5 separate regions of the Mus musculus genome follow, and regions 1, 2, 3 and 5 are each linked to region 4. A link is a contact called in public HiChIP or PLAC-seq and promoter capture Hi-C data. All regions are on one chromosome and are shown on one strand. Each heading gives the region's core, a stretch centred on a gene start, on an enhancer-like site or on the middle of the called end of the contact. The rest is flanking DNA. Distances are from core to core; before and after follow the strand shown. Region 1 holds the start of Vdac1 (voltage-dependent anion channel 1). Region 2 holds the start of Mgat1 (mannoside acetylglucosaminyltransferase 1). Region 3 holds the start of Zfp62 (zinc finger protein 62). Region 4 holds the start of Rufy1 (RUN and FYVE domain containing 1). Region 5 holds the start of Nhp2 (NHP2 ribonucleoprotein).

The links. Promoter capture Hi-C pulls out the DNA fragments that hold promoters and counts their contacts. HiChIP or PLAC-seq counts read pairs in DNA pulled down with a chosen protein or histone mark.
Region 1: a FOXA1 HiChIP or PLAC-seq map of pancreatic cancer cells shows a contact between it and region 4. The contact joins the promoter of Vdac1 here to the promoter of Rufy1 in region 4. A contact is called at or near these places in 1 of 39 promoter capture datasets (pre-B cells), 1 of 115 datasets of contacts at active chromatin or transcription factors (pancreatic cancer cells) and 1 of 9 other capture datasets (liver).
Region 2: a promoter capture Hi-C map of pre-B cells shows a contact between it and region 4, with 3 times the contacts expected there. The contact joins the promoter of Mgat1 here to the promoter of Rufy1 in region 4. A contact is called at or near these places in 1 of 39 promoter capture datasets (pre-B cells), 1 of 484 Hi-C or Micro-C datasets (the G1E-ER4 cell line) and 1 of 9 other capture datasets (liver).
Region 3: a contact with region 4 is called in an HNF4G HiChIP or PLAC-seq map of pancreatic cancer cells. The contact joins the promoter of Zfp62 here to the promoter of Rufy1 in region 4. A contact is called at or near these places in 1 of 39 promoter capture datasets (pre-B cells), 1 of 484 Hi-C or Micro-C datasets (B cells) and 1 of 115 datasets of contacts at active chromatin or transcription factors (pancreatic cancer cells).
Region 5: a contact with region 4 is called in a promoter capture Hi-C map of embryonic stem cells. The contact joins the promoter of Nhp2 here to the promoter of Rufy1 in region 4. A contact is called at or near these places in 5 of 39 promoter capture datasets (cranial neural crest, embryonic stem cells, hematopoietic stem and progenitor cells and 1 more), 1 of 484 Hi-C or Micro-C datasets (B cells) and 3 of 115 datasets of contacts at active chromatin or transcription factors (embryonic stem cells, large pre-B cells and pancreatic cancer cells).

What each region holds. Positions count from the first base shown.
Region 1 is chr11:52,356,652-52,362,414 of GRCm38.p6, forward strand. Vdac1 (voltage-dependent anion channel 1) reads left to right here and starts at 4,200. Exons shown (of 9, transcript NM_011694.6): 1 at 4,200-4,501. It overlaps Gm51894 (a long non-coding RNA gene), which reads right to left and starts at 1,931. Exons shown (of 2, transcript XR_003949674.1): 1 at 1,840-1,931; 2 at 1,257-1,692.
Region 2 is chr11:49,248,148-49,253,939 of GRCm38.p6, forward strand. Mgat1 (mannoside acetylglucosaminyltransferase 1) reads left to right here and starts at 2,405. Exons shown (of 3, transcript NM_001110150.1): 1 at 2,405-2,508; 2 at 3,403-3,527.
Region 3 is chr11:49,199,546-49,205,033 of GRCm38.p6, forward strand. It overlaps Zfp62 (zinc finger protein 62), which reads left to right and starts at 3,747. Exons shown (of 4, transcript NM_009562.3): 1 at 3,747-3,993.
Region 4 is chr11:50,429,740-50,436,007 of GRCm38.p6, forward strand. Rufy1 (RUN and FYVE domain containing 1) reads right to left here and starts at 1,386. Exons shown (of 18, transcript NM_172557.3): 1 at 1,045-1,386. The coding sequence starts at 1,366.
Region 5 is chr11:51,616,012-51,622,014 of GRCm38.p6, forward strand. Nhp2 (NHP2 ribonucleoprotein) reads left to right here and starts at 3,762. Exons shown (of 4, transcript NM_026631.4): 1 at 3,762-3,966; 2 at 4,071-4,140. The coding sequence starts at 3,807.

The DNA of each region.
Region 1 (5,763 bases), core at 2,950-5,449, 1.9 Mb after region 4:
GATGGTCGTGAACCACCATGTGGTTGCTGGGATTTGAACTCTGGACCTTCAGAAGAGCAGTCGGGTGCTCTAACCCACTGAGCCATCTCACCAGCCCATACCCATAATCTTAACAGTTAGGAGGTTGAGGCAGGAGGATCACGAGGAGTTAGTCAACTTCAGCAACATACCAAGACTATGCCTTAGAGATTGAATATACTCACAGGGCCCCAAGTATAGGATGGGCATCGCTCGCCCTTGTTGGGCCTGCTATAACTTGCCAGCAGTCAGTACTGTGGTTACAATAATGTGGATAGCGTTATAATTGCTCCCATTAATATTATGAATGAAGATTTCCTCAGAGGAAGCCTCTGAGACACTTTAGCAGGCTGAAGATGATGGGGGTGGGTCAGGACCTAGGGCCATTTTATTCCCTCAATCCCCAGGACTCACATGGAAAAGGGAAAGAACGGATCCCTGCAAGCTGTTTTTTAACCTGTGCATGAAAGTATAACGTAAAAACAAAATTCTAGGCCTTTAGGCCCAGGCTTGGGAATGTGACCTCTGTGACTTAATGCTCCAAGGTATGCTAATCATAAAACAGATAGCGACATTCCTCCACCCGCCAGCTTCCTGGGTTCAAAGAGTGTTCATTCACAGAAAGTCACCCTGACCATTGCTGGAACCCGCTATGCAAATGTGCTATTGTTAGGGGCTCTTAGAAACTGTCTTGAGAGATAACAGGAATAATTACCAGGTATTCCTTGTGACTCTTGTGACTTTGTACTTCCTTGGGACTCTTAACTGGTATCTTTGGTATTTTCCAACAAAGCCCTCCCCACTTCCTTGAGTTGTGGTTTCTTCCTTTAAATACCCCCTTACCCAGCTACTTGGGGTGCCACGGTCCTCTACCCCTGCGTGGTGTATGACCGTGGGCCCGAGAGCGCTCTTGAATAAGAGTCCTCTTGCAGTTTGCAGCAAGACCGTTTCTTGTGTGATTTGGGGTGTCGCCTCTCCTGAGTCAGAACGTGGGGGAGTCCTCACGTTGTGGGTCTTTCATGCACACATAAACAAAAACTTAAAATATAATTTTTTAAAAGAAGACCTAGTATAAGAAAGAACTTCCCTAAGGTGAAGAAAAAAAATACTTTTTTTTTTTTTTTTTTGAGACAGGGTTTCATGTAACCTAGGCTGGGTTTGAGGTCATTATGTAGCCAAGGATACAGTAAACTTCTGATCCAGCCTCTGAAATAAAATAGTCTCACACGCATAGACCATTTCATTATTAAGAGAAAACTGCATCCCCTCTGGATGGTTTACTTTGTTCTGTGCAAAGGAAGACTGCAACTGATTTTGCACCTAAAAGAAAATACAATGTAAATAAATTAGGCAAAAAGAAAGAAAGAAAGAAAGAAAGAAAGAAAGAAAGAAAGAAAGAAGGAAAGAAAGAAAGGAAGAAAGAAAGAAAGAAAGAAAGAAAGAAAGAAAGAAGGAAAGCAAGCAAGCAAGCAACCCATTACTCAGGTAGCTGGCAAACAGCAGGAGAGGCCAGATGCAGGTGCACACTAGCTGCACAGCTAATCTTAACCCTAGCGTCAGTTTTAGTCTATTTTCACAGCTAGAGAACTCCAGGGTCTCAGTGATTCCTCCCCAGAGTCAGGGGAAAGAGAGCAGGAGGACTCTGTCACTTGTCAGCTCCAACTCCAACGAAGCCTGTGCATGAGACAAAAGTGAAATAGGGTCACTTATCCCAACAGACCTATGGTCAGGACAAAAGTGACATAGGGTCACTTACCCCCAACAGGACTATGGTCAGGACTGGCCCATCCCCACAAGTCAACAAGACATCTCTGGACTCACATGGAACTGAAGTAGCTCTGGGGACCCCAAACTCAGGAGGGGGATCCATGAGGAAATGAGCTCAAAGCGTCTTGCAACTGCACAGTGTTCTGCTTGCTTTTCTGGGCCAACAGAGATGCAAGCCTGCCGGAGGAGTTGGCAGACTCAGGACATCCTGCTGTTTCCCTAAAGCTTCTGGATTTCTTAATTTGAATCTGCAAGTAAGAACCCGACTGGCCAGGCTTGGATCAGGTTTTCTGTCTCAGGCCAATCAGCTTTGGCAGACTCCGTAGAGGGGAGGCTGGGCAGAGTCCAGTTTAAAAAAAAAAAAAAAAAGGTGACTTGCTTTTCCCCTCCCTGCAGGCTGTGACTGGGAAGAAAGATCAATGAATAACATTTCTGGTGCACTTGGATTTCAATCCCAGGGGCTCCCAGGTCTCCTCCCTATTCTGGCTGATTTTCTTTGCCTTTCTTGTGTGGCTAATTCTTTGGATTTAAAACCTTCCCTTCTGGAAGGAAAGAGATTCATAAAAGTCAGGTTCAGTCCTCAGCACTAGAAAGTTAAAAACAAACAAACAAACAAACAAACAAAACCCAAAACATACATGGCTTGGGAAGTCCAGCTATCGGACTCACGAGGTCCCTCTAGTCAACAGTTGCTGGAGAGGGAACTCTTGAGCTGCTGATAAGTCATGCATTGGTCCAGGGATGCATGCAGGTTTGTTAGTTGGGGGCCTTTGGGGTGATCTTTTTAGTTACCTTGAGTTACCTTGTAAATAAATTAAACACTTTCCCTGGTTTGCCGACGTAGACTTTGGGTGGAATTCTTTAATCTGTCATCTGTGCCTTCTCTACCGCAAATAGCTGTCTGTCTCCCCAGCAAAAGTGACACAAGCCACTCGCTGAGTTTTAGGTAAGTGCCTTACCAGTCCTCTGCATCTCCATTCATTTTAAATTAAAACCAAGACTCCCAGGGCGCTGAACGGAGGTGGCGCACACCGCCTTTAATCCCAGCACTTGGGAGGCAGAGGCAGGCGGATTTCTGAGTTCGAGGCCGGCCTGGTCTACAGTGTTAGTTCCAGGACAGCCAAGGCTATACAGAGAAACCCTGTCTCGGGAAAAAACAAACAAACAAACAAACAAAAAACAAAAACAAAAAAAAAACCCAAAAAATAAAACAAAACAAAAAAAAAAACCAAGAAAGACTCTCAGGGCGAAGTTCCGAGAAGCCAGACTTTCTGCCCACCCACGACACACAGCCCTGGGCATCAGGGCTCTGGGTCAAGTGTTAAGATTCTTGGAGACAAATCTTGTGTCCCCAGGTCTTGTCCTTCCGACTCTGCCTCCCTGTACGCCCCTGTGACTCAGCAGCTTTCCCTGCCTGGCTTTAACTCCGGGAATGGGCTGGGTGTTTGTTGCCGGGTAGATAGAGCTGCAGACTTGGGAACAGGTTCTTTCTAATGCAAAGCAAGCCCTGTACCACGGAGCTATCTGTTTGCCCACATTCTATTTCGAAGGGCTTTCCCTCATAGTCTTAACTAGATATGGGCTTAGGCCCCCTTACATTCCCTCTCCTCGGCCTCTCTCTCTCTTGGTTCCCTTCCTTTAGCCCACGGAACAGCATTTTCAATCTAGAGTGGCTGCGGATGCCCAGCTGTCTTGTTCAGCTACAGCAGGTTGTGAGCAACCACCTGGCGTCTCCTCTACTGGACCCCAAATGCCTGAATTCTCCTCGGACGTCTGTTAGTAGAAGGCAAAGGGTGTGAAGTCTTCACTCACATGTGATTTCACAAACTCTCCAAACCTGATTTGGTTAGTCTTGGTGTGGCACGCTCAACAGGGCAGGAGGCCACGTGCTGAGACCAGGCTGGGAAAAAGTGTCCGCCCTCTCTACACTGCAGGAAAGCAGACATCCAGAACCCGCGTGACCTCACGTAGCGAGACTCCGCAGTCTCACAAACCCACTTTGTCTTTTTTAATTTCTTAAATGCTTGGGAAATGGCGGAAAGAGGCTTTGACACTAGGGAAGATTGCACGCAACTTTACAGTGCGGAGCCGGCTCTCGGGAGAGTTTAATTTGCAACTGACTCGCTGACGCACGCGGGCGTGTCGCAGGCTCCGGAAATCAAGGTTGGAGCAGAGGGGACAGTAGCCGCTCTGACCTATACAGCGCCACTTCCAGAGCCCAGTGTCCCCACTGGGCCTCCGAGTGACTTGCAGCCTCGGCGACTCCGGCGACACTATCCGCTGAGGTCCCTAGGCCACCGCTCTGTGTGCCGGAAGCTCCCCTCCCCCTCTTCCCAAATGCTTCCAGCAGCCTGGAGGCTGCAACAGTGACCCGCGTGTCCCCGCGCACGCACACACCTCACGCACGTCAGACCCACGCCTCCCTATCGCCCCGTGCCAGAGTGCACGCAGGCCTTTACGCGCGGCCACACATGATCACAGAGCCGCAGAGGGCGAGAGCGCGGCTCGCGAGTGGGAAGAAGACCCCGAGACTGGTCTGGGCGCTGTCCGGGGTGGAGCCGAGGGCGGAGCTTCGGGGTCCGGCGCGCAGAGCTGGGGCGTGTCCGCGCCGCCGCGATCTGCGCCGCTCCGCCCTCGGCCCGTTCGCTGCGCTCCCAGCCTCCTCGCCGCAACCCCCGCCGTAGCTGCCGCTGCTCCCGCCGTCACCGCCTCCGAGGTAGGCGCAGCGGAGAGGGCCTGGGCTATGCCTGAGTCCCCAGGGCCTCGGGTCGCGCTCCTGGGAAGTCTCCAGGGAGGCGATCGAGGGAGGTTCGGGCGAGGGCGCTGGGCCTAAGCGCTTGGCCCCGGGAAGGGTGAACCAGGGACGATCATTGCGGGCCTGGAGGGGCAGCGGGCTTGTAGAGGAGGCCTGGAGGGCGGGCGCAGAGCGGATCTCCCAGATTCTAGCTCGAGCGTTCAGAGCACCTGCATTTGGAAGCCAGGGGCGGTTCGAACATGCGAGGAGCGGAAGGGCAAGGGCGGCCGCGTGGAGGCCCGGCGGGCCGCGGGTCTAGGTGACCTTCCCGGCGGCGCCCTCTGGCTCTAGATCCCGTCGGTGTGGATCTGGTAGAGACCCTCCCACGGCCCAAGCCCTTCCCCACCAGCTCCAAGGGCCTGTGCAGACCCAGCTTCCTCCGCCGAGAGGACGAACTCCAGGCACGGCCATGCCCTGGATCCCCCAGCCCCTACACGCCCTAGCCGGCCCACGCCCGGAGTAGGTGGCGCCGGGTCCCTCCCGCGCATGCCAGTGTCTTCCCGGGCGGAACGGGCTGCCCTGAGTGGACTTAGGCCGCAGGAACAGGGACCTGGGCCTGGACTGAGAGCGAGACCCCATAGGGAGCCATACGCTTGGCCTCCTTGGCCTCGGGGACGGAGTCCGTGTTCTGTGTCGCCAAATGCAACTGTGCATTCTGGAAACTGTTTTCAGGGCCTGACATCAGATTGGAGGCCCGCAACTCTACACGGTTTGTCCAAGGTCACACTGGTAGGAAGATTTAAAACTTCAATCTTCTCATCTGCGAAATAGGAGCAATTATATACACTTCACTGAGTTTGGGGGAAAGAATAAAATGATCCGATTAACACGAAGCCTTGGGGCATGCACAAGGACACCTTAGAAACCTTGACATTTGCCTAGGAGACCTAGGAGCTTTTGGGGAGGGTTGAACTCATCCTCCACAGACTTTTATTTTATTTTATTTTTTATTCCACATGGTGTACAGGAAGGGACTCCATGAATATACAGGCGTATTATTTTAATGCCATTATTACTAATGTCAGAAGCAAGCATTTGTGCAGCACCAGGTATTGAGTCATTGGAGAATAATTCACGAGACACTGTCAGTTTGCAGATTGACAGCTGTCAGGCTGGAGCACTAAATCTGACTGCAGACCCAGAATGCAGGAAGAGTGTGGGCTTAGCTCAGGTGTGTGCTGTCC
Region 2 (5,792 bases), core at 1,155-3,654, 1.2 Mb before region 4:
ACCTGTTTTTTCCATTTGCACATAATCTGATCCCAGGCTCATCCCCAGAGTCTAGACAGGCAGCTCCCATTTCTTACTTTCTTCCCTAGTGTAAGCTCTGTAGAGCCCAAGGCCTCAGTACTGATACGTGCTTGTTGCTTAGACCAAATACTATTACCCTTGTTTAAAATTTACCCAATCCAAATTCTATGTTGTAGCCTATTTTTTTTCGGAGGCAGGGTAGCCTTTTTGCTGGGGATCATTCTGTGAGCCTTGGAATTTAAACAAAGGGCTGAAGAGATGGATGTGGTGGGGAGTTTCTGTGTTCTGACCTGCTTCCTGTCTAAGTGCCTTGGCAGGAAAGTCACTCTGACATGGCCTGGGCTGCCTCGTCTTCACCATCTTCAGGACCTACTATGTATGGATTTTATCCAGGATGGTGATTTGTGCTCCTTATATTTTGGATATCTTCAGACCAGTTTCCCAACTTTTTACACATCCAGGGAACTTGGTCATTTTTTTCTCACACTTTGGCACTGAGTGTGAAGGCTATAAGTCCCTAATTCCTTTTTATGGGAAGTAGAAAGAGGCCTAAAGTATATAAACATTGGCATTCTCTTGGCACATGCATGGGCTTGACTTTCCTGTCACAGTCTGTGCAGTCAGCTAAACTGGAAATAGTGGGCATACACACACCACACCCACACACAGTCCTCCTCCCTCCCTCATGCGTCAGCCCTTTCCTCTACGTGAGGGCAGAATTCCAGCTGCTACTGTGAAGCTTCTCCGCTGCCCCACTGTGTCCTGTCACATGGGCACAAAGCCATCTCAGCAGTCCTTCTCAAGGGCTCACCAGGGTACCAGGTTTGGAAGCTGAAATGCCTAAATCTAAAATCTGGCTATGACTTCTGACTTAACAGCTTCCATACACCCAAAGCCTCAGACTTCTCTCTGCTGAGCTCTGCAGAGATGCGGGAGAGTGTACAGAGAGGCCAAGAAAACAGGCTTGGACGGAAGGGCAGCTTCCTAGTGTCTCCTGACAACTTTGTTTTACTTCCTCACCTGCCCACAAGGGCCCTTAAGGTACTCCCACTTTCTGCATAATTCCTGGTGTCTGGTACGAACAAGTTAGTGAGTAACACTCAGTAAGCACAGACCTAAAAGTCCCGGTTACCTTGGGGACTCTGGAACAGTAGTGATGAAGTCTGTAGGTAGGAGGGTCTGTCTGAGGTTGAGTATATCTAGTAATCAACTGGCAGTGCCTCTGCTCCCCTCATGGGTGAAAGATCCAAGGGTGGTTGGAGCCAAGGCTTATGCAGAGGGCCAGGCACAGCAGGATGTGGGAGCCAGTGGGGGCTGTGGTACCATGGTGAGTGGACAGTAGGGATTCCCAGACATCTCTGATTCCAAAATGGTCCTGTCAGTGAGATGTGGCTTACTGTGAGTTGCTAATAATGCACGGCTCAGATCTCAGAAATAGTTTGTGCTCCGGGGCCACTGCTGACATCTAAATCAGACCCTGAAACTCCTGGTTGTCATCTTTCCTCCCCCACTCAGGCTGCTTGAGGCTCTGATTGAGGTACTTACCAAGTACTCTGTTCAGTTGGGTCCTGATGAGTCTCCCTGCCCCTCCCATGTTTCTTTTGCTTTAAAAAAATACCAAGGAATACAGATCCAGGGGTTTCCTTCCCCCTCCCATTCATTTTTAGGGTTACTCCAAAAGCCTGTGATTGATTCTTTCCTTCCTCAGGACTTAGGTTCAGTGTACAGGCCTGACTTTGGTTTCCCCGCCCATAAAGGGGCACACACACACACACACACACACACACACACACACACACAAGACAGAACTGAAACGGCGGCAGGCTGGCTCTTACCCACCTTGGGCAGCAGGTGTTTCCTCCCTATCTTCCCTTTTGAAACCGAATACTTGTTGCTTGCACACCCTCACCCCTCTCTTGCTGTTTTTTTTTTTCAACTAATAGTCTGCAACTTCCCTCGCATAGAGGAATGGTTCCCAGGTTCTTAGAATTGAGGTTGGTGAACGCTCTTCTTGCTGAGGAAACGCTTCTAACACCACCAAGTGCTGCACCCCTCAAAGTCGGTGAATCTCTAGATTCACTGGGCTGGACAAGGGACACTCTTGGGAAAAGTCTTTACTGGACAAGGCTCAGGGTGTGAGTGGGGTTGGCATCTACACAGGAGCTGCAACTGAGAGGGAAAGGGCCTCAAACAAACATCTCTGCTACCACTGCCTTTCGAAGTTGGGGGACTTGGGAAGACCCGTTGTTTAGATCTTGACCGGTGATCAGGAAGTCAGCAGTAGAGGAAGGCCCTGGAAGGAGGGGCCAGCGCGGACTCGCCCGTGGCAGGGCGGGGACCAACAGAGGGGCCTAGGGGCTGGGGAGCGCCGCCCCGCCCTCCCGGGGAAGGACCACATTGCCGGCTAGCAGGAAGGCCAACCAGACCGGACGAGGCCGCTCCAGCGCTGGGTGTTGCCGGTCCGGGGCGAGCCTGGTTCCAGGCGGGGTGAGTTGAGAGGATCCGGTGAGCTGGGCCGGGGGACGCCAGCGTCCTCAGTCCTGGGGCTTGTCCCAGGAGGACAAGGACCCCGGAGGAGAGAGGCCGCGCAGCCAGGGGAGTCGGGTCTGAGTCCCGAGTGTGCTCCAAAGCCAGGGCGGTGAGAGTGGCGGGCCCGCCCGGGGCCGCGCAGCGCGCAGTCTCCCCCACGCGGGGAAGTGGGAACTTAACGCACAGCTACAGGATTCCTGGCCTTCAGCTGCTAGAGGGAGGGTGGCTTCTCCAGGAGGAGCTGTTGTGAAACTCGGCAGGAGGGCACCTTGGGTGCGGGGCAGGGCAGGGCAGGGCAGGGGAGAGATGGGGTCGCCCTGAAGAAGTGGGAGACTGGAGTGGAAAGTGGACTTTATGCAAGCCTCACCCCAGCGTCCAGGCTTCATAAGTTACTAGGGCTGGCTTTTGCTCAGCCACAAGGAAAATTTGACTCAATGTTGAAATATGTGATTTGGCAAGAAAACTTTTTTTCCTAGCCTCCTTTCTAGTATGTTTGGAACAGGGGGCTCCCAAGAGGTGCAGAGCCCCCCCATTGTTCAAAATGTGGTTCAGAGGGACTGTGGCCCACCCATTCGAGTCTCCATGGAAGAGTGGCCTTCTGGTGAAGCTTCTTTTTCTTTAACCTTGGCTACTGTAAGGCTCTCGTGCTTGAGAATATTGCTGGCCAGCTTGATTGCCTGTCATTAGTACTATTTAGACTAGAGCGTCCTTGATTCTGGGGTCTTCCCGTTTCCAGTCACTAGTCCTTGACTTTTTAGCATGGAGATCACCAGTAATGGCAACATTACATCCCACTTCTGTTTCTCAGAAGGCTGTATTACAGTGTGTTCAAACTCCATGTCATTGCAACAGGTTAAACTCACTTTCTGCTTCGGACGTCAAGGTATTGCCATTCTAATCCAGACATCAAGGGCGGTGGAGAAGACAAAAGTCGGTTGTCTGTTTACAGAAGAGGAACTGAGGCAGTGGTTCTTCAGGTAACGGCTTCAGGGCTGTCTGTCTGGTGCCAGGCTATAGCAGCATTGTGTTTCCCTTTGACCTGTTCCCAGGTGAATAGCCTGTATCCCTCCTAGGTCTTACCCTCTATACTCTTGAATTATTTAGCATATCTACTCGGACTTCTTTTCAGTTCTTCTTCCCCTCTGAAATTATGGAGCCTGGTACATCATACAGAGTCTAACAAGAAAGTAATTCACTTAGAGAGCCGTTATCTGTGATGGACACTATGTGCTCTGTACTTGTTTAAGCTGTGCTTGCTATCATACTGGCAAAGCAGAAACAGGAGGGACAGTTCATCAACGGTTCTTCCATTTCGAGACTTAGTTGTAAGGCTAGAGTAATGGTTGCTCTACTGCTCCTGGCTGGAAGTTGACTATTTGCTGTTTGCTTGTTGCCTAAGAAACAGCCTCTGACAGAGAGGGGCAAGCATGGAATCCAGAGTGTTAGAAGCTAGATGTGCTAGTGCACGCTTGTAATATCAGAACTCTGCAGGCTGAGGCAGGAGGAGCATCAGGTGTAGTAGGCAAGCTTGCACTATGTGCACCGTCTTAGAAAGGAGCCTGCTCTTATGCGCTCCTTCAGATTAGAATGTGAGAAGGCCCCAGAGGGACTGGCAAGACTTGCCAGAGCCACCTGGCAGCTGGCAGAACCTTCAGTATGCCGAGACTCAGGTCTCACCCCACCATGGTGCAAATGTTGTTGTGCGTGGTGGTGTGGGTTCACCTGCTAGTTTCCTCAAAGGAGTCCTAAAAACACTGGAACCATGAAAGCAAGTTTTAAACTGAGTGTGCATATTACAGGCAAATCTCATAACTGATATATTAAAAACTCAGTTCAGGGTTGATGGATATTTTATTTTGTTATTTGTTTGCTTGCTCTTGTTGTATGTTATGTTTTGTTTTGGTGTATGTATGTATGTATGTATGTATGTATATATGTATGTATTTGAGACAGGGTTTTTCTATGTAACCTTGGCTGTCCTGGAGTTTGCTCTGTAGACCAGGCTGGCCTTAAACTCAACAGAGATCTGCCTGCCTCTGTCTCTGGAGTATGTGATCAAACGCATGTACCACCATGCCCCGCCTAGGGTATTCTATTTTTAAAAGGAAAATATGGCAAAAGAGTTTTCAAGAGGCTTTGTTCATAAGTGCTGTTGCAGTTTAACTTTGTCCTCTTCTCACACACTGGTAGGGTTTTCCATTTTCATTTCTCTTTTTAAAAAATATTTGTGCATATACATGTTTTGCCTGCATGTATGTTTGTGCAGCACTTGCATGCCTGTTTTTTTCAAAGGCCTAAAGAGGCCCTTTGAATTGGAGTTACTGAGAGTTCAGAGCTGCCATCTAGGTCTGGGAGTGGAACCTGGGTCCTATAGAAGAGCAGCCAGTGCTTTTAACAGCTGAGCCGGCTCTCCACCTCATTGCTCTCTCATAGGAATGGTAGGAACTAGCAGTCTCCTTAGGAACTGAAGAAAGCAAAAGTGAGCCAAGGCTGCCTAAAGAAAAAGCTTCAACTGGCCATGCCGTTGACGTCTTGGAGCACTTCCTTCTCTTTGGAACCCAGCCACTGAGTTCACTGGAAGCCTGGGCCACATGAAGGAGCACATGATGGTGACTCCGGCCAGTGTCCCAGTCAACATCAACATTAGATTACACATGTGTTATGGACCATGCATCTATAGGAGGCTAGCCTTAGCTTTTGAGTCTTCCAACCCGAGGTCCCAACGTAAAACAGACAGGTCCTTCCCTCTGTGCCCCACTTTCTAAATTCTTCAGCTATTGCTATTGGATGAGGAAATAGGTGATTGTTACAGTCTTAAGCCAAAGAATTTTGAAGCAATTTGTTATTTGCCCCCAAATAAAAATACTGGTAAGAAATGTAAGTACAGTTGTCTTTAAGACTGAGGCTGGGGACCTGAAGGGAGCAGGTCCAGAGAGCTCTCACCCTGCTTCTCGGGAATTCTGGTCCATTTTCTCGTGATTGCAAGGACTGAATGACTGCTGTAATGAGTTATCCCAAACTTCCAAACTTTGTGGGCTGTGGGCTTTCATGTCGCAGTCCAATGGGGCTGGTTCCCTTTCATACTCTGTGGTTGATTCTGGCGGGCGGTCAGCTGGACCCTCAATGTCCTACCTTGATCTGTAGCCTGGATTCGGCTCAACCTTCCCGAGTGTCTCCTGCCTCATTACAGGTGTGCTCCATCACACTCAGGTGCCTTGTCTTTTAGGGATGACTTGTAGGAG
Region 3 (5,488 bases), core at 2,497-4,996, 1.2 Mb before region 4:
GTGGGTGCTGAGACACAAACTCCAGACCTTTGCAAGAGCCGCAAGTGCTCTAAACCCATGAGTCATCTCTCCAGCCCATGGTTTGTATCTTTTTATAAGTTATTTGTAGGAGCTTTCTCTGAATCCTCCATCTTCCTTATGACTTTTAGAAAAACCTGTGGTTGGGGGGTGGAGGGAATGGTTCTTTGTGACATAAGATGTAAATATTTTTCGTAGGTAGTAAATTGCATTTTTATTTTCTTTGTAGTGATTTTTCCATAGAGTATTTGACTATGGGGTGTTTGAGTTTGCCATCCTTTGTGCCCCACTACTTATCTTTTAAGGTATAATTTTTAAAAAGGAAAGCATTTCAGTATTCCAGTATGATCATAATTTCTCTGGGGCTGTTTTCCTAACAGTTGTACTGAAGTGGGACTAGTAGTGCTGGCGACTAACATGTGCAAATTTATTTATTGATGACAGAGGTTTGCTGGGTTGCCCTCGATACCCTGGGCTTAAGTCATCTTGGTGCCTCAGCCTCTTACATGTCTGAGACTAAAAGCAGATGCACCCTTCTCAACCCCACTCATGGTTCATACTTGCATTTTACACTTAAATCTTTTATACATATTTATATTTAAATTTAAGTTTAAATCAAAATTTATCTGCTTTGAAATGCCTCCCAGTTGTCCCGTGCTATCTTCCCCACACTGATTTAAAATATTAAATGCCGACCCTATGTTGCTCTTTAATTAGTTTATAAGCCTGCCTTGGAAATATGTCCACTTAATTACTGATAAGTTTTAGTAGTCCTCCCCCGTCTCTGGTTCTTTCTCTAAGGCATTTACTGGCTAGAAATAAGCAAGAGTCTCTACTCATTGTCCATGTAAACTTCAGGACCAATGGTGGGTTGCAAAGAGGTTGTGACTGTAGTTACGAGAGTCATTACAGATGAGAAGGGGGCACCTTTGAGTCTGAGTCATTCCTCTCAGTGGAATCCAGGAAACTTTGCATACGTTCAGTTGCACTTCTGCGTTCCCGGGAACACTGCAAAGTTTCTTCATATAGGTCGTGCAGGTGTATTGTTAGCTCCTATTTCATTTTCTGCTGGTTCCTATTATAAATGTACTTTTGCTTCATTTATTAGAATTATAGTTTATGCATAAGGAAACTATTGCTTTCTCTGTTAATTCTGAAAACACATACTTTACAGTGTTGTCTCATTGTTTATTCTGGTTTTCCAAGTTAATTCCCTTGAGCTCAATAAAAATAAAATCTTGTTATCTGAAAGTAGGATAATTATATGCTTGCTTTGCAGTGTTTATATTCTATGTTTTTTTTTTTCTTATCCAGCTGCAACAGGAAGTAATGATAGTAACTGGTAGGTAGTTATCTTCTGGCTCTCTCATTGCTTTCACTGTTTCCCCTGCCACACTCTCTAGTGCCCCAGTCCTTACTGTCCTTATTTTAGGACTTGTAAAAATGTCCTCTCTTTGTCCAAGATGCATACAGAAAAACTGTTGTACAGTATTGTTTATTATAGACCTAATTTAGTTTTTATACACTTAATTAGGAAGCACTTCATACATGAACAAGAGGAGAATGGCTAATGAGATTCTAATTCAACAGAACAACACAGAAAACAGCATTATGAGAAATCATAATGAATAACACTATATTTTAAATCACTAAAAAGTGCATAGGTAGCATGATTGCAACACTCTAAAAAAGAAAAAATCCATTCAACTGGTGGTAGAAAAAGGAAGGAAGTCTGTGTGTGGTAGCATACAGACAGGCAGATCTCTGTAAATTCAAGGCCAGCTTGATCTACATAGTGAGTTTGAGGCCAGCCAGAATTACAGAGTAAGAATTTGTTCAAAAAAAAAAAAAGTGTGTGGGATCTTATATAAATGGTGGTTATCACTAGGTAACTATTCTGTTTTTATTCTTTTTTTTTCTTAGCTTGGATATCCAGTGCCAATTTTACATTTATAATATATCTTAGTTCATACTAGCCATATTGCATGTGTTTATTAGCCACCAAATGTACATAGTAGCTATACAACAGGTAGACAGTCTTGGTAGCTGTTCCAAAGGACAAGTGCTAAAAAAAGGACTCTGTGTGTGTCTCTGTGTGTTTGTGTGTCCACGTGAATGTCTGTGTTTGTGTGTGTGTGTGTCTGTGTCTATGTGTCTGTCTGTGTCTATGTCTCTCTCTCTCTCTCTCTCTCTCTCTCTGTGTGTGTGTGTGTGTGTGTGTGTGTGTGTGTGTGAATACAAGGCCAAAAAAAAAATTGCCTGAATAACAAAAACCATGGTGGAAAATAAAAACATTGTCCACAATAAACGTTACCTAATCAAGATGATTTATTTAGGCTTTATGATCCTTTGCTATCCTTTACTAAATAAAAGTGTCCCAATCCAGATATAATTATTTTTATACTTAATTATCTAAAAGGAAAAACAAACAAACAAAAATCCAAAATCTTGGAATGTGAGCAGGCCAGCCTAATGTGATAGCCTTTAATTTAGACTATGGACTCTTCTAGAGGCCTCAAAGAAGTGCCCAAAGCTCTTCCCAGAGTTGTGCTATCCAGTAAGTGGGATCCTAGCACTCATGTGGCTATTTCAATGAAATGTAATTAGACACTTGGTCTTCAGTGGCACTGGTCACATTTGAAGCACTTGTAGCTGTGTCTCAGCTACTGTTTGGGTTGTAGAAGAATCCCCCAACAACCCCTAACTTGTCCATGTTCTTCTCCATAACTTGCTGCTTGCTGGCCTGACAAGGACCTAGGACCCTGCTCCATCTTGGGCTTCACTGTTTTCCTACTCTGCTGGACATTACCGCAGACTTTCCACTTGCCCTGACCACCTTAGAGATGCATAGACCTTAGTGCCCAAATGCAGTCGAGATACTACTACACTCAAATTGCCATTCCTTCTACATTTCCAAGTCATTAAGGTGAGTTAGGGCTTGCCTACAAAGATATAAAAAACAGGAGTAGACTGGTGCAGATTACAGGCTTTAAACTGGAGTTTTGTAGTTACGGGTGGGGGAGGGTGAGGGGGATTTTGTTAGAGGCAGAACGGGGAAGGTAGCTGTGATAGGTTATTTCTCTGCCACCACGGAAAGGAGCCAATTCAAGTTAGATTAGATTAAAGGCAGGTTTACGGAGAAGCTGCTCTCCTGTGGGCGAGTTCACTAGCTCCGAGGACTGAGGCCAGGAAAGTCCCCATGGGGGGGGGGGGGGTGCACTCAGATAAAGGAAGAGAAAAAGAGCAAGCAAGAGTGACCAAAACTTCTAGATTATATAGGGAGGAACCTCTGGGGGAAAGGGCAGCTCAGCCCCTGGGCTGGGAAGTTGAGATCAGGGTATGCCTGGTTGGGACAGATGCTGTTCCCAACATGGAGCCAGGTCTGCTTTGGTAAGTAAATATTCACCTCTGTCGCTTGTCCTCATTGGAAAACAAACACGAAGCTGCTGGTATCCGGGAGAGAGACAGTTACTTTTCTTCTGCAGTCTCCGAATAGCAGGCTTCCTGGAAATTTGAGCTTTGTTGAGGGTCTTGGCTTTGGGAGAGGAGGGTCTTTTAGAAATAAGGGGTATGGGACCCCCATATTCCGCTTTCTCCCAGGAGCCCAGCCCTCCCTCCTAAGACTCTCCCCAGCCTCGCTTGTTAACTATGAGCTCAGCTTCACAAGCAGGAAGTGAAGTATCTATTTTACCACACCACTTGATTATACCCGCCCCCAATGCACCCCGGAATTGCAATAAAAGTCCAAGACAACTAGAACCCCCTTCCTCTCCGGGCAGACCAGCCGGGATTAGGAGGCCAGCAGAGCACCCACAAACTGCGGGTCACGTGCGCGATCAGAGCCCGACCATCGAGTCAGTCCTCCAGCTTCCCAGAGCGGCCTCGGAAGTGCCCCTGCGGCTCGGGTCTTTCCGGCCAGGCAGTCCGCGCTTTTGTCCCGCCGGCGGCCGGGCTCCCGCGGTGCCGCCACAGCCAGTACGTGAGTCCCGGGCTGCCGACGCTCCCGCCTCTCCCCGGCCCGCCACGCCCTTCCCTTCTCTGCCCTCCGGTCCCGGGCGGGTCCTAGTGGGGGAGGGAGAGCGTGACTTTCCACACGCCCTGGGGAGCGTCCTCTAGGAGTGAAGGGGAAGGAAGAGCCCTGGTTCGGGCCCGGCGCGCGGGCAGGCTGCCATCGGAGCAGGCCCTGGGCCGAGGAAGGGCCAGAGTCCGCCCCGGTGTTCCTTGACTGTCATGGCCGTTTCGGGCTTAGAAAGAGGAGAATCCCGATTATTAGCGCCTAAAAATTTGCCCTGATTGCGGTTAAGTTTGTTTCTGAGACTTGGAGATGACCTGATTCGGTCACCTCTTCCCGTCATTTTGGTGGGGGAGAGGTGTTGAGAGACACTTGCGGCTCTGGAAGCAGACCGTTCTCCACTTCCTGGCCCTCTCCTAGGAGAAACTCATCTGTAGAGCAGTGGGTGCAACCGGAGGCCGCCATCTGCCCTACCCCACCCCCACCCCACCGCAAACTGAGAAAGTGTTGGCCTAGGGAAAAGCCAGCGAAGGCACTTGAACCCAAGTGATCGCTTGGGGAAGTCCTGGGGCAGCGGTGTGAAAGAAAGAAAGGTCAGGTGGAGAGAGCCGCGGCTAGTGTGTTATCTTAAGATGGTTAGTCTAGATGGCCAAGACCGTTTGTGTACGCCTGAAGCTTTTGTCTGTCTGGGGTGTGTGTGTGTGTGTGTGTGTGTGTGTGCGCTTTTGTCTGGGGTGTGTGTGTGTGTGTGTGTGTGTGTGTGTGTTTGAATACGTAATGCTCACGTGTCCAAGGCATTAAAATACAAAGATTTTTAAAAAACAAAAATTTAATGCAAAATATGAAAACAAGATTTTCTTTTACTGTTCTCAAAGGTTGTTCTGGGCCCTACCTTAAAAGGTAAACACTTTTGTTAAGATGTTGAGTAGACTTTAAGGACTTCTTCATTTAAATACTAGCAAATATATAAGTCGTTCCTCTTTTATTCAGACAGGTGGTAGCATAATAAGTCCTGCTTCTCTGTTTCTTTTACTGAATCTGTTTTACAGAACTCATACGGAAACGGGTGGGTTGTTTGTTTTACAAACATGTAGCAGATTGGCCATTTTAAAGGATGCTTTAGATAAATCTCTAGACTGCAGTTGATAATCTTTGAGTTGTTTCTAGTGTTTTTTGCCAAATGGTATTATGTGGAATGATTCTGTATTAGGATAAGGATTTTGAAATTAAGAGGGACTGAGGTTAATAAGGTATTTTTTGTTGTTTTGCATTCAGTTAAATGGGCTACACTAATTGCTTCAAGCTAATCTCTGAGTGGGCCCTTAGCTTCAGAAAAATCTCTCCACTGCCCTTCATGCTCTCTTGCTTCCCTTATTGCTGGAGTATCTAAAAGTATCTCTTTCACTACTATGAGAATATTTCATTATAAAAATCCCTCCTGTCCTTATTCCTAATTTT
Region 4 (6,268 bases), core at 136-2,635:
TTTTTGTTGTGATTTTGTTCTTTAAAATAAAATCTGGGTACTAAAGTCTATTGTATGCACGTGATGCCCCAGGCATTTACAGTCAACACTCACTTTACCTCAGCAACCTGAAGTCTGCATGGTCCATTCACAGTAAGTGACCAGGCCAAGTGAAACGTGGTTATTTATTTATTTGTCTGTTTATTTATTTAGAGGCAGGGGCTCACTGTGTACACCAGGTGGGTCTCAAACTCTCAGAGCTCCACAAGCCTTTACCTCCTAAGTGCGGGTCTTAAAGGCGAGCACCACAACGCCCTTGGCTATCCTTTATATTTTAATTTTAGATATGTTCAGAAACACCAATGGATTATAATTAGCGCAGTTCTGAGCACGTACATTAACATGTGCAGGAAGTATGCACCCGAATCACCAAGCCCAGCTATAAAAAACAAATAATAATTTACTTTTGTTCTTTATTGGTATGCTGAAATTCTAATCTAGATCATAACAGCTGAATTGGATTATTCAACGTAGCTGATTAATTTTTTTTTTAATCCCCGTTTTTATAGACTGGGAAACGCGAGTAGGACAGGTGATGGGAAGTCTTCGTCCCACGGGGGGTGGGGTTGGGGGTTAGTGGCGGGAGAATAAAGGGAACTAAAACCTCCTGACTCTGACTCGCTGCTCTCACCAACTTTGGAATACGCTGTCAACCTCAGCCGCAGGTGCAAACCGGCTGGCTGCCGAGATTGTTAACTGGGGACCAGCACCGGACTTCATTTGTCAAGTATGCAAAATACGAACACTGGTGATTTTCCGTCTAAGCCTCTAATGTAAACCTCCTATTTAAAGTCAATCCGTGATCACGACGCAGCTGCTCTGAGGTTCACAAAGACAAACAAGGTGGGAGGGGAGTCCCGGGCCGCAGTCACCCTGGCCCGGTGGGTGACACCAATTGCAGAGCCCCGTGCCGCGCCGCGCGGCACAGCTCCGCGGAGCAGCTCGTCCGGCCGGTCAGGTTTCCCCAGCCCGGGAGCAGCCCCGGCCCGCGGGACCCCGGCCTACCTGCGCGCTCCCCGCCGCCGCCGCCGTCTCCCAGCCCCGCGGCCGCGCGCAGCGCGCTGCCGCAGCTCGCCGACAGGTTCCCGGTGGCTCTGCGCGCCAGCGTCAGGATGGGCGCCGACCAGCTGTCGGCCACTCGAGGCCGCGACGCACTCCGCAGCTCGCCGGGACTCGGCAGCTGGCTCCGGTCCACGATCTCGAACGCTTCCCCGGACTCTAGGCCTGCTTGGGGCTCAGGCTCCGGCCCCGGCTCGGACTCCGGCTCCCGCTCCGGCTCCGGCTCCGAATCCTGCCCCGCCCGGCGGCATTCTCCGCGGGCGGCCATGTTGTTAGGTCACGTGACCCGCCGCTGCCCTGGACCGACGACCTTAAGCCGCTGCGGCCTTGCTCGCTCTCACCTGGGCTTGCTTTCCTTGTATAGCATTCGGGAAAGTACGATTCCTAACCGTAGGTGATTCCCAGCCCGGAGCACTTGGAAGTTACTTTTGGACTTTCTACTTCCCACCCCGGGAATGCGCCTTATTTTAACGTTTTGCGACACAACTTCCTCTTTTAAACTTTCATTTCACATGCCTTTTCCCCCTTTGAATCAAAATCTCACTGTTGGATTTTTATTTGTTGTTGTTATTGTTGTTTCTTTCCCCCACACAAGGGAGACATTAAAACAGGCCATGTAGCCAAGTGGTGGTGGGACAAGCATTTAATCCCAGCATCAGGGAGGCATAGGCAGGCAATATCGCTGAGGACAGCAGAGTCAACGGAGTGAGTTCCAGGACAGCCAGAGTTACACAGAGAAACCCTGTCTCAACAACGCAGTCCCCATCACCCCCAGTAGGCCACTTGGCAGGGGTGTGCTTAACTACTTTTTTCTGGGGTGTGTGTGTGTGTGTGCGCGCGCGCGTGCGCGCGCGCGCGGCATGGCAGTTCTGGGAATTGTACTTCGTATCTCATACATGCTAATCAAGACCTCTACCACTGAGCTTCACCCAACCCCCAACACACATAACCAACAGGACCGTTGAATTTGTGATCCTCCTGTCTCCATCTCCCAAGTGCTTCTGACCCCACACCATGCTAGGCAGGCACTCTACTAGCAGAACTAGCAGAGCTATGTTCCCAGTCAGAATTTCAGTCTGTAGCTCCGGCTGGCCTAGAACTCAGTAATAGAGCACTGGCCTTGAACTGGTGATCCCCCTGCCTCTGTCAAGTGAGTATGGGGATTTTATGTGTGCCTTACCATGCCAACTCATGTCTAATATTTTCGACTTCATATTTTTCGGCAGCTTTCTTCAGAACAGGCTGTAAAAGGGCTGCCAAAGAAATTAGGACAGATGAGTCAGAGGTGTGTGTGTGGTGGTGGGGCTTTTTCTTTCAAATCAAATGAATCTGAATGACAGCCTAGCAGGCAAGGTCAGCAGTGGTGGTCTGGAAATGAGCTCTGTATTCTGCTATTAATTAAGTTGATAGGAATTGAACCAACCTCATTCCTAAGTGATAAGGAAACGCAGCACACAACGTACCTTGTGATTATTGTCTCTGCTTTCCAACTCTGGCTTGGATAAGTCACCCTACAGATATGTGGTTATTCAGCCTATTTTCTTACTAGGGATAGAAGGGAATTTGGCAAGATGGAGATGCGAATGTCATGAGAATGTAACAATTTGCAAAAAAGAATTTAACAGTTTGGACCATGTCAAACCACAGAACTCTTAGTGTTTAAAATTATTACAGTGTTGTTGCAGGCCAGGTGTGGTGGCACACACTTTTAATCCCAGCACTTTGGAGGCAGAGGCAGGTAAATTTTTGTGAGTTTAAGGCCAGCCTAGTTTACATAACCAGTTTCAGTCCAGCCAGGGCTAGGTAGTAAGATCCTGTCTCAACAAATAGAATAAAATAAAATGTTGTGGTAGATTGTTAGAGATCAAATAATTTCACCTAAAAATTTGGATTTTAGTCCTTTTTGAATCATGGACAACTTAGAATATGTTTCCTGATGGTAGCACATTATTGGTAGTGGTTGGATGGCTGCTATGAGAAATTATTTGTGCTCCCTTTGGCATTACAGACACTAAGCCTCGAACAATATAGAGAAGCTTAGCATAGCGTCTGTGTGCTCTGAGGCACAGAGGAAAGGTTCATGTTGTGTGTAGATCATCATGCCCACTGCACCAAGCTGCAGGAGGAGAAGCATGTGATGAGGCCTTACACAGGGCTAGGCTCAAGTACACTGACCGATAGAAGATCCACCCACATCTCAAAGAATGGGGCCGTCACCAAATTTAATGCAGATGAATTTGAAGATCTGAGAAGTGACTCAGCCTCGGTGCACCTTCACAATGCTTGGTGGTTTCTGTGGTGGCAGTGTCTCAGACAACCCCGCCTGTTTCGGAAATGTGGCAGGGGCTAATGCAGATTCATTGATTCCCACTTTAATTCTGTCACACTGCACACAGTAAATATAGCTCTCTATAGGTCTCTATTATGTGGTTTACAGAGTAGATTCAAGAGGCTATGGCAGAGTGCAAAGGGTTTGAGAGTGCACGGACAGAAATGTCAATAGAATCTCCATGGGTAAGAACCTGAGACCAACCCTGGGATGAAGATGCTGCTGTGGCCCAGGGGAGAGACAGGCTTCAGGGTGGAGTCTCGGGAAGAGTGGAAATAGGCTGGAGCAGGAAACTCTGTGTGTGTGTGTCCAGGTCCACCAGGCACACAGGTAGACCAGCAGGCATTCTAGTGAGCAGCAGGGCCCAAGCTGAGCTGGCGCTTTAGCATCAGAGTAGTGTTTTGTGACGGTTGATCCTTGGTGCATACTGGGTGTCAGGCTGGTGGGCCATGCCATGTCATCTTAGTGCTAGGTGTCCACCAATTTATGAGGTCCAGGGAATTCCACACTACACTTGGTCTGGTGTGGCCAGTCAGTTCTTGGGCCTGTTTTCCCTCCTATGATTTTGAAATATCCATGTTTCCCAACCCTTTCAATTCACCCTCAGAGTGACAAGCTTTTAGTTTGGTTCTAGTCCCAGAAACCACCCATTTAATAAGTCTGTGTTGCATGGTCTGTGACTGACAGATGGTGAAGTTGTGGGTCCATCCAGGGGCTCCAGTCATCCATGAGTGGCAACTCAGAGGCAACTCCACTGTAGCCTGAACAGTGCCCCCCTTCCTGTGACTACTCTCCTGCATCAACAGCAGCCCTACTTGTGACTGTTTCAATTTCCTGAAGTCAACACTACTAACGCCATTCCTGCATATTCTATTTTAACATTTCTTGACCACATCAGACCTCAATCCCTCCCTCTGCCCTCCCGGATCCCCACTGCTGATAAGACACCTCACCTGTAAGAGAAATTCTCTCTCTCATCTTTTCTGATCTTCACCTTCTCAGGTTTATTGCACAACAAATTGATCCCCATCACCATTAATCCTCCCTAGTTTTCTTTTCTCCTAACATCCCTTCTCCCTAAACAGAGCCAAAAACTGCCTATAAAATAGCATCTCCTATGGCACAGCCTGAAAAAGCACATTTTTATTCATGATGGAGTGAGTTAGAGAAGGGCCTAGCCTGCCCTCAGCATCCTCATCTTGTGAGACAAAAGAGTCCTCACCTCGTAAGCTGTGCCTCCTGTTTTCCTCCATCATGACCCATCAGTCTTTCTGACTCCTTTTCATATCATTATACAGGATGTGGATTTATGAACTCCCTCATAATCTCTTCATGCGCTTTAAAAGCATTTATTTATTTATTTATTTATTTGAGACAGGATCTCCCTGTGTAACCCTGGTTGTCCTGGAGCTCAGGCCGGTCTTGATCTCACAGAGATCTTCCTGACTTTGCCTCTCAGGGCTGGGATTAAAGTACACTATCACCCCAGAGAGTTCATTTTTATTTCTGTGTAGCTCTGTGTGTGTGTGCATGAGTTTATGTATACCACATATGCATAGTGCCCTGAGAGGCCAGAGGGTGTTGGATCTCCTGGGACTGGAGTTATAGGTAGTTGTGGGTAATCTAATGTTGGTGCTGGGATCAGAACCCAGGTCCTCTGGAAGAGCACCAAGTGCTTTTAATAGATAAGATATCTCTCCAGCCCTTTCTTTCTATTCTTTTTTATTTTAAAGATTTATTTATTTTATATATGTGAGTACACTGTTGCAGTCTTCAGACACACCAGAAGAGGGCATCAGATCCCCATTGCAGATGGTTGTGAGCCACCATGTAGTTGCTGGTATTGAACTCAGGGCCTCTGGAAGAACAGTAGATACTCTTAACCACTAAGCCATCTCTCTAGCCCTCTTTCTATTTTTAAAGACTCCAAACTAATTATTTGCACTGGCTCTGCTGTCTATACCAGTTTTAGCATGACTGGCTAGCTTTAAAAATATATGCATATTTAGCTGGGTGTAATGGCACATACCTTTAATCCCAGAATTCAAGAGGCAGTGGCAGGTGGATTTCTGGTCTACAGAGTGAATTCCAGGACAGTTAGGGCTACACAATGAAACCCTGTCTCAGTCCCTGCCCAAATTATCTATCTATCTATCTATCTATCTATCTATCTATCTATCTATCTATCTATCTATCTATTTTCTATCTATCTATCTATCTATCTATCTATCATCTATCTATCTATTTTCTATCTATCTATCTGTTTGTCTGTAAGTGTTATGTGTGTGCAGGTGCCTTCAATGGCCATAAGAGGCTGTCAGTTCCCCAAAACTGGAGTTATAAGTGGCTGAGTCACCATACAGTGCTGGGAACTGAACTCAGGTCCTCTGCAAGAGCAGCAGGTGTTCTCAACCACTGAGCTATCTCTCTAGCCCTGTGACTGTTTTTGTTTTGTTTAGACATCACCAAGTTCAGTTTCACACAAGTTTTCAGAGAGTTTTTTCCTAGCCACGCTAACACACGCGCTCCTCCTGACCTGCTGTCTCCTCCTCACGACCTGCGTGGCTTACCCCACACTGAGCTCTTCCTGATTCTGTTTAGCTGAATTTGTCCGTGCCTGTGTCTGCCTTCCCCTCTCCCAGGACGCAGCTCAGAGGGAAGCTTGTCATTTGTGTTTTCCTCTGTATCCCCAGAACATACTCCAAGTGTTTGTGAGTTTAAACAGTGACATTTATTCCACACACTCCAGCAAAGCTACCTTGAGTTAGTGGAGAACCTGCACACTCCTCTACAGGCTTGGCTGACAGAGCCTCCATTCTGTTGATCTTTATCATCTCTGCA
Region 5 (6,003 bases), core at 2,512-5,011, 1.2 Mb after region 4:
CTATCTCCTGCTTCTTGAATTCTGGAGGCTGACTGAAGCCTCTTTCTGTGTCTACACCCTTCTGGGGAACTAGTCAGACTGCTTCTCTACTAGGAAGGCGGGACCTGGTTTACCCAGCAAAATAAAACACTGTTACTTTACCACCTTCTTATGTGGCCAAGAATGAAGCCAGATCCTCCTGTTTTAGGATTACAGGTGCAAGTCACCATATCCAGCTTTGTTTTTTTTTTTTTTTTTCTGGGACTTGAACCCAGAGCTTTGTCCATGCAAGCAAGCAGCCTACTGACCCAGCTCAACCCCATCTTAATTTTTTTTTTTTCTAAAGATTTACTGCGGGGCATGGTGGCGCACGCCTTTAATCCCAGCACTCGGGAGGCAGAGGCAGGCGGATTTCTGAGTTCGAGGCCAGCCTGGCCTACAAAGTGAGTTCCAGGACAGCCAGGGCTACACAGAGAAACCCTATCTCGAAAACCATTAAAAAAAAAAAAAAGAGTTGTCTTGATCATGGTGTCTGTTCACATATACCTACAAACATATGTATACAATACACATATACATATTATACAGACATATAGACAGACATATATACATATATACATATATACATTTGGTGGAGGAAGCAGAGCCCCTCAAACCACAGTTTATTCCTTCTCTCTGGCAATTTATACCTCCTTAGACAAAAGTTCTTTATAAAATTACCTCAAAGATGAAATGTTACATAAAAGGGGAGTTACAGAAGGATGTCGATAGTTCAAAGCAGTGCTTCATTCCATAAGCTCATTATGAGTTTAAAGCAACAGTGTCACATGGTCTTGCTTTATCATAGTGCACCCCTGTGGCTTCATCCTTGGACCTGACCTATAATCAGTGTTTTTCCTTGATCAGAAATCTGACCCAAGCCTATATTTCTCTTCTTAGTGAAACTTATGCAAGCTCACTGTATTCCTTATTATGCAGCCTTTACTTACTACTCAATGAGGAGGGGGCATTTTGGTTTTTTGAGACAGTGTTTCTCTGTATACCTCTGGCTGTCCTGGAACTCACTCTGTAGACCAGGCTGGCCTTGAACTCAGAAATCCACCTGCCTCTGCCTCCTGAGAGCTGGGATTAAAGGCGTGTGCCACCACGCCCGGCTTCACATTTTACTCTTGATTCTAACTTTATTACACCTTTCTGGCAAAACAATTAAAGCCATCTCCTTAAACTTTCTTCCTAAAATGATTTGAATCAAATCAACAACTCTATAAAGTCATTAATTCCTCTAAATAGCATTAATTCATGAAAGTTCACCTTCATGTTGATCTGTAGGAAATTTGAGCAAAAGGGTGGGCTAATACCCAGGAATCATTAAGCGATGTAATAGTGACAGAAAAGTCATATCGGCAGCAAGAAGCAACTGGGGCTGTGCCTCTCTGGCCATCTCAGCCGTGCAGAATGGTGAGCCATCTCCAGGAAACTCATTTGCTTGCCTTTTCTTTTTGATTTATTTATTTATTATATGTAAGTACACTGTAGCTGTCCTCAGATACTTCAGAAGAGGGCATCAGATTTTGTTACGGATGGTTGTGAGCCACCATGTGGTTGCTGGGATCTGAACTCGGGACCTTCGGAAGAGCAGTCGGAGCTCTTAACCACTGAGCCATCTCGCCAGCCCTTGCTTGCCTTTTCTAAATGGCTTCTGTCATATTTAAACCTTCTTAACCATATATCTATGGAATTTCTATTTAGTACTTTTGGATTAAGGTGGGCCTCAGGTAACTAATGCCACACAGAAAACAAAACCCACCGTTGATTGAGTCCACCCTGCAAACAGGGAGATGCCAGCCACAGCTAGCGGTAACTTCAGGGCTTTCCAGAAGGTGGCGATATAACAAAGGTAGTAGATTAGGACAGAAGCTGCCAGACCTCCTCCTCCTCCACCACCACCTCGAAAGTTCTGGGGAAGATGGAAGGCTGGGACCATCAAAGCTTGGGCAGTGGAGGAGCCACCTTTCTCCCCTGTCATAATATATAGGTATCCTCCTAACCCCTGTCATAATGTATGGGTATGTGCAGACCTAACATCAGAAGACAGGTGAGTCTCAGAAGTCACCCTCTCTGTCTCTCTAAACTAGGTCTCCCTCAGATTCAAATCAGCTGGCAAATATTAAGCATTTGCTGTTTAAATACTTGATTTCCCCACCATTTAGTAATCGCTTACTGAGACACATCCAGGCCTCCCTACAACCTAAAAAAGAGAGATGATTTCAATCTTTACTAGGCTACCCAGTGCTCCTTCCTCCAACAGCCTTCCCTGGTTCTGTCTTTCTTGGCAATTCAGAGAATGTATCCCAATCTGACATATCCTGGTCCTCTTGCTGCTGTCCAAGTGATGGCTTTTAGTGGCTGGAAATCATACTCAACTATCTCACAGGTCTCATAGTTGTCAATCAGGGATAGGTAAGTTCTGTGTCCTTCACAAAACACAGATCTAAATGTGGGCCTGATTTTTGGCATCTGGCACTCAGGATCCTCCTTCATATTCACCCTTACCAGCTTCAGTCCCTCTACGTCACAGAGCTGAGGTCCCCGTTTCCTGTTGCTCCAGGGTTCTCATTAGCTAGCTGGACTCTTCATCCAGCACATGTCACCTTCCTTCCTACCTTTCTGGTTTTTCAGATTTGCTTTTAACATTTAAGAACTTTTGATTGATTTATTTCCTGTGTGTGAGTGTGTTGCCTGAAAGCACATCTGTGCAGCACATGCACTCCTGAGGCCCTTGCAGATTAGACATTTCAGATCCCCTGGAACTGGAGTGGGTTTTTTTGTTTGTTTGTTTGTGTTTTTTTGTTTGTTTGGGGGGGGTTGGTTTTTGTTTTTTGGTTTTTATTCAAGACAGGGTTTCTCTGTATAGCCCTGGCTGTCCTGGAACTCACTCTGTAGACCAGGCTGGCTTTGAACTCATAAATCCACCTGCCTTTGCCTCCCAAGTGCTGGGATTAAAGGCATGCGCCACCACTGCCCGGCCTCTTTTTTTTCTTTTTTCTTTGCGGTTTTTTTTTTTTTTTTTTTTGGAGACTGTTTCTGTGTAATCCTGGCTGTCCTGAAACTCGATCTGTAGAACAGGCTAGCCTTGAATTCAGAGTTCCTCCTGCCTCTGCCTCCCAAATGCTGAGAGTAAAGGTATGCACCACTACTGCCCAGCGGAAGTCACTATGTAGACCAGGCTGACCTTACTGCCCAGCGGAAGTCACTATGTAGACCAGGCTGACCTGATCCACCTGCCCCTGCCTCCCCACTGCTGGGATCAAAGGTGTGCGGTTTATAGTTTGTGCAACAGGATCTAGGAGGGGGAAAAGAAAATATGAAAAAACTTTCAGGTGCGCCAGGCTTTACCTAACCAGCAGCAGCAGGTCACAAGGCAGGTCACAAGGAGCTCAGGGGACACAATCCCGTTGTGTATTTTCCTTCCACCCGCTCTTCAATCTCTCCGGGCCCCGCCTCTTTCCCTTTGGGCTCCGCCTCTTTCCCTTTGGGCCCCACCTCTCGGCCCCAGGCCCCGCCCCTTTCCCTCTGGAAACCCGGTTCTAAATTCGGCCTCCCTGGGATTCCCGCGGTGAAAATCCAAATCCCGTGCTTAGATTGACCTTTAACTCCGCCCCCATATCCAAAATCCCGCCCCTAGAGATCTACTTAGAGATTGGTCGGTGTAGAATATTTAGTTTCCCAATTGGTCACAGGGTAGAGCCACTTGAAAACCCGGAAGTGATGTCGGAGGCGGCGGCCGCGTGGTTCCTCTATGCCGGGACGGAGTTGTAGTTGCTAAGATGACCAAAGTAAAGGCCGCTCCCGAAGAGTCCGAGGCGCAGGCGGAGGGCTGCAGCGAGGAGCGCACGTACAAAGAGCTGCTGGTCAATCTGAACCCCATCGCGCAGCCCCTGGCTTCCCGCCGCCTGACGCGCAAGCTCTACAAGTGCATCAAGAAGGGTGAGGCGGGCGCGTGGCGATCGCGGTCCGGGACCGGTGACTTGGGCGGCCCGGGGTCGAGCCTCGTGAGCGAGGTGTCGGCTCACGCTTCTCTCTCTTTGTAGCTGTGAAGCAGAAGCAGATTCGTCGCGGGGTGAAGGAGGTTCAGAAATTTGTCAACAAGGGCGAGAAAGGGTAAGAACCCGGCTTCCTCTGGTTTTTAAGTTTTGTGTGGTTTTTATTTTTATATTCCAGTGCCGGGGATTGAACCTAGGGCCTTGTGCACGGTACACAAGTACTACGGCACTAAGTTTGGCTTATTAACTGGTTAAGAAGAAATTCCACCTACTCAATAAAGGTGAAGTTGACCAACCAGTCTAGCAGTCAACTCCCTTCACTACCAGTAAATGGAACTCCCAGTAAATGACAGGGAAGAGAATAGGAATCCAGCCCGTGTAAACTAGAGTCCTGATCATTCACTCTGTAGAACGGCACAACTTTTTCAGGCTCTAGGCAACGTGCTATATGTAGAGAGACATTTTCCCAAGTAGGGCAGGGGAGAATGCGGGCTAGCTTCCGAAGTATAGCTAGTTCAAGGCCGTCGTGGTCTATGGACAGGTCTCAAAACAAACAAAACTCCCAAAAGGAGAAAATGATAAGCCAGTGATAGGCCTTTAATCCCATCAGAGGCAGATCTCTTAAGTTTTCAGCCATGACTATGTATAGAGACCCTGTCTCAAAACAACAAAGGAAGAGAATGAATGAATGAAGGTTTATTTGGGGTGAGGGGGTGGAATCCTGAGAAGAGTAGGCTCTTGGACAGGGCAGTGTAGTGGCACTTACACAATGTAAGTGGTTACTCCTTTTAAGTGTATGACTGTTTTGCCTGCGTGTATATGTTGGTGCATCACTGGTGCCCTTGGCAACCAGAAGGCAAGGTGTAAGGTCTCCTTGGACTGGAGTTAGAAATGGCCATGCACCCCCAGAAATGGCTATGCATCCCCGTATGCCGGCTCTCCAGCCCTCCTGGGCTTTCTTTTTTTTTTTTTTTTGAGACAGGATTTCTCTGTGTAGCCCTGTCTGTCCTGGAACTCATTTTGTAGACCAGGCTGGCCTCAAACTCAGAAATCCGCCTGCCTCTGCCTCCGGAGTGTTGGAATTAAAGGCGTGCCCCACCATGCCCGGTTTTGTTTGTTGTTGTTGTTGTTGTTGTTTTCTTTTTCCCCCTCGTGGGCTTTCTAAGGTAGGTTTAGTGTTCTCAGAACAGAGTGCAAGCTGAGGCGTGACATCGAGGGAAGAATTAGGAGAGGCAAGTCAGACTTAGTAAGCTGTTATGGCCCAAGGCAGGTGATGGGCAGGAGCTACAGCTGAGGGATTTGAGAGACGGTGACATATAATGACTTTGCATGCTAGTTTGGGCTGTAGTGTGTGACTGCAGACAGACAGTGGAGGAAAGCCAGGTTTGTGTGAAAACATCTGAAGTGTGGTTTTTAGATACCTTTTATTACGTGTGGGTGCCTACTTGCATGTGTATGGACACATGTGCATCTGGTACCCATGTGAACACCAGCGGACAACTTGGAGAGCTGATTCTCTTCTGCCATTCAGGCCCCTGGGATTGAACTCAGGTGGCCAGGCTTGGCAGTGAGTGTCTTTACCCTCTGAGGCGTCCTGAGTTGACATGGAAAATGCCTTGGACATGCTCTGCTTAGCTATTCTACAGGCAGATGTTTTGGTAGGGCAGATGGGGGCTGGTAGCTTCAGGTGGCCCCTGGCACCATGATAGGTCAGGAAGGCAAGGAGAAAGGGACCACAAAGAAGGACAGCAAAGGAACAAGTGGAAAGGACCAGCCTTGTGCCAAAGGGAACGGAGTATGCAAACAGATGTCTACCACCCTTACACCGGGCAGATCTTCAGGACTTCTGGGTCTGGTACACTGACAGCTCTCAGCCATGGTTGAGGGCCCTGGCAAGCTTTCTCTTGGGACAGAGTCTGTGTGTTACTCAAACACTTAGGTGTGATCCCTGCCAGTCCTCTCAGCTTTGTTCTCTGACACC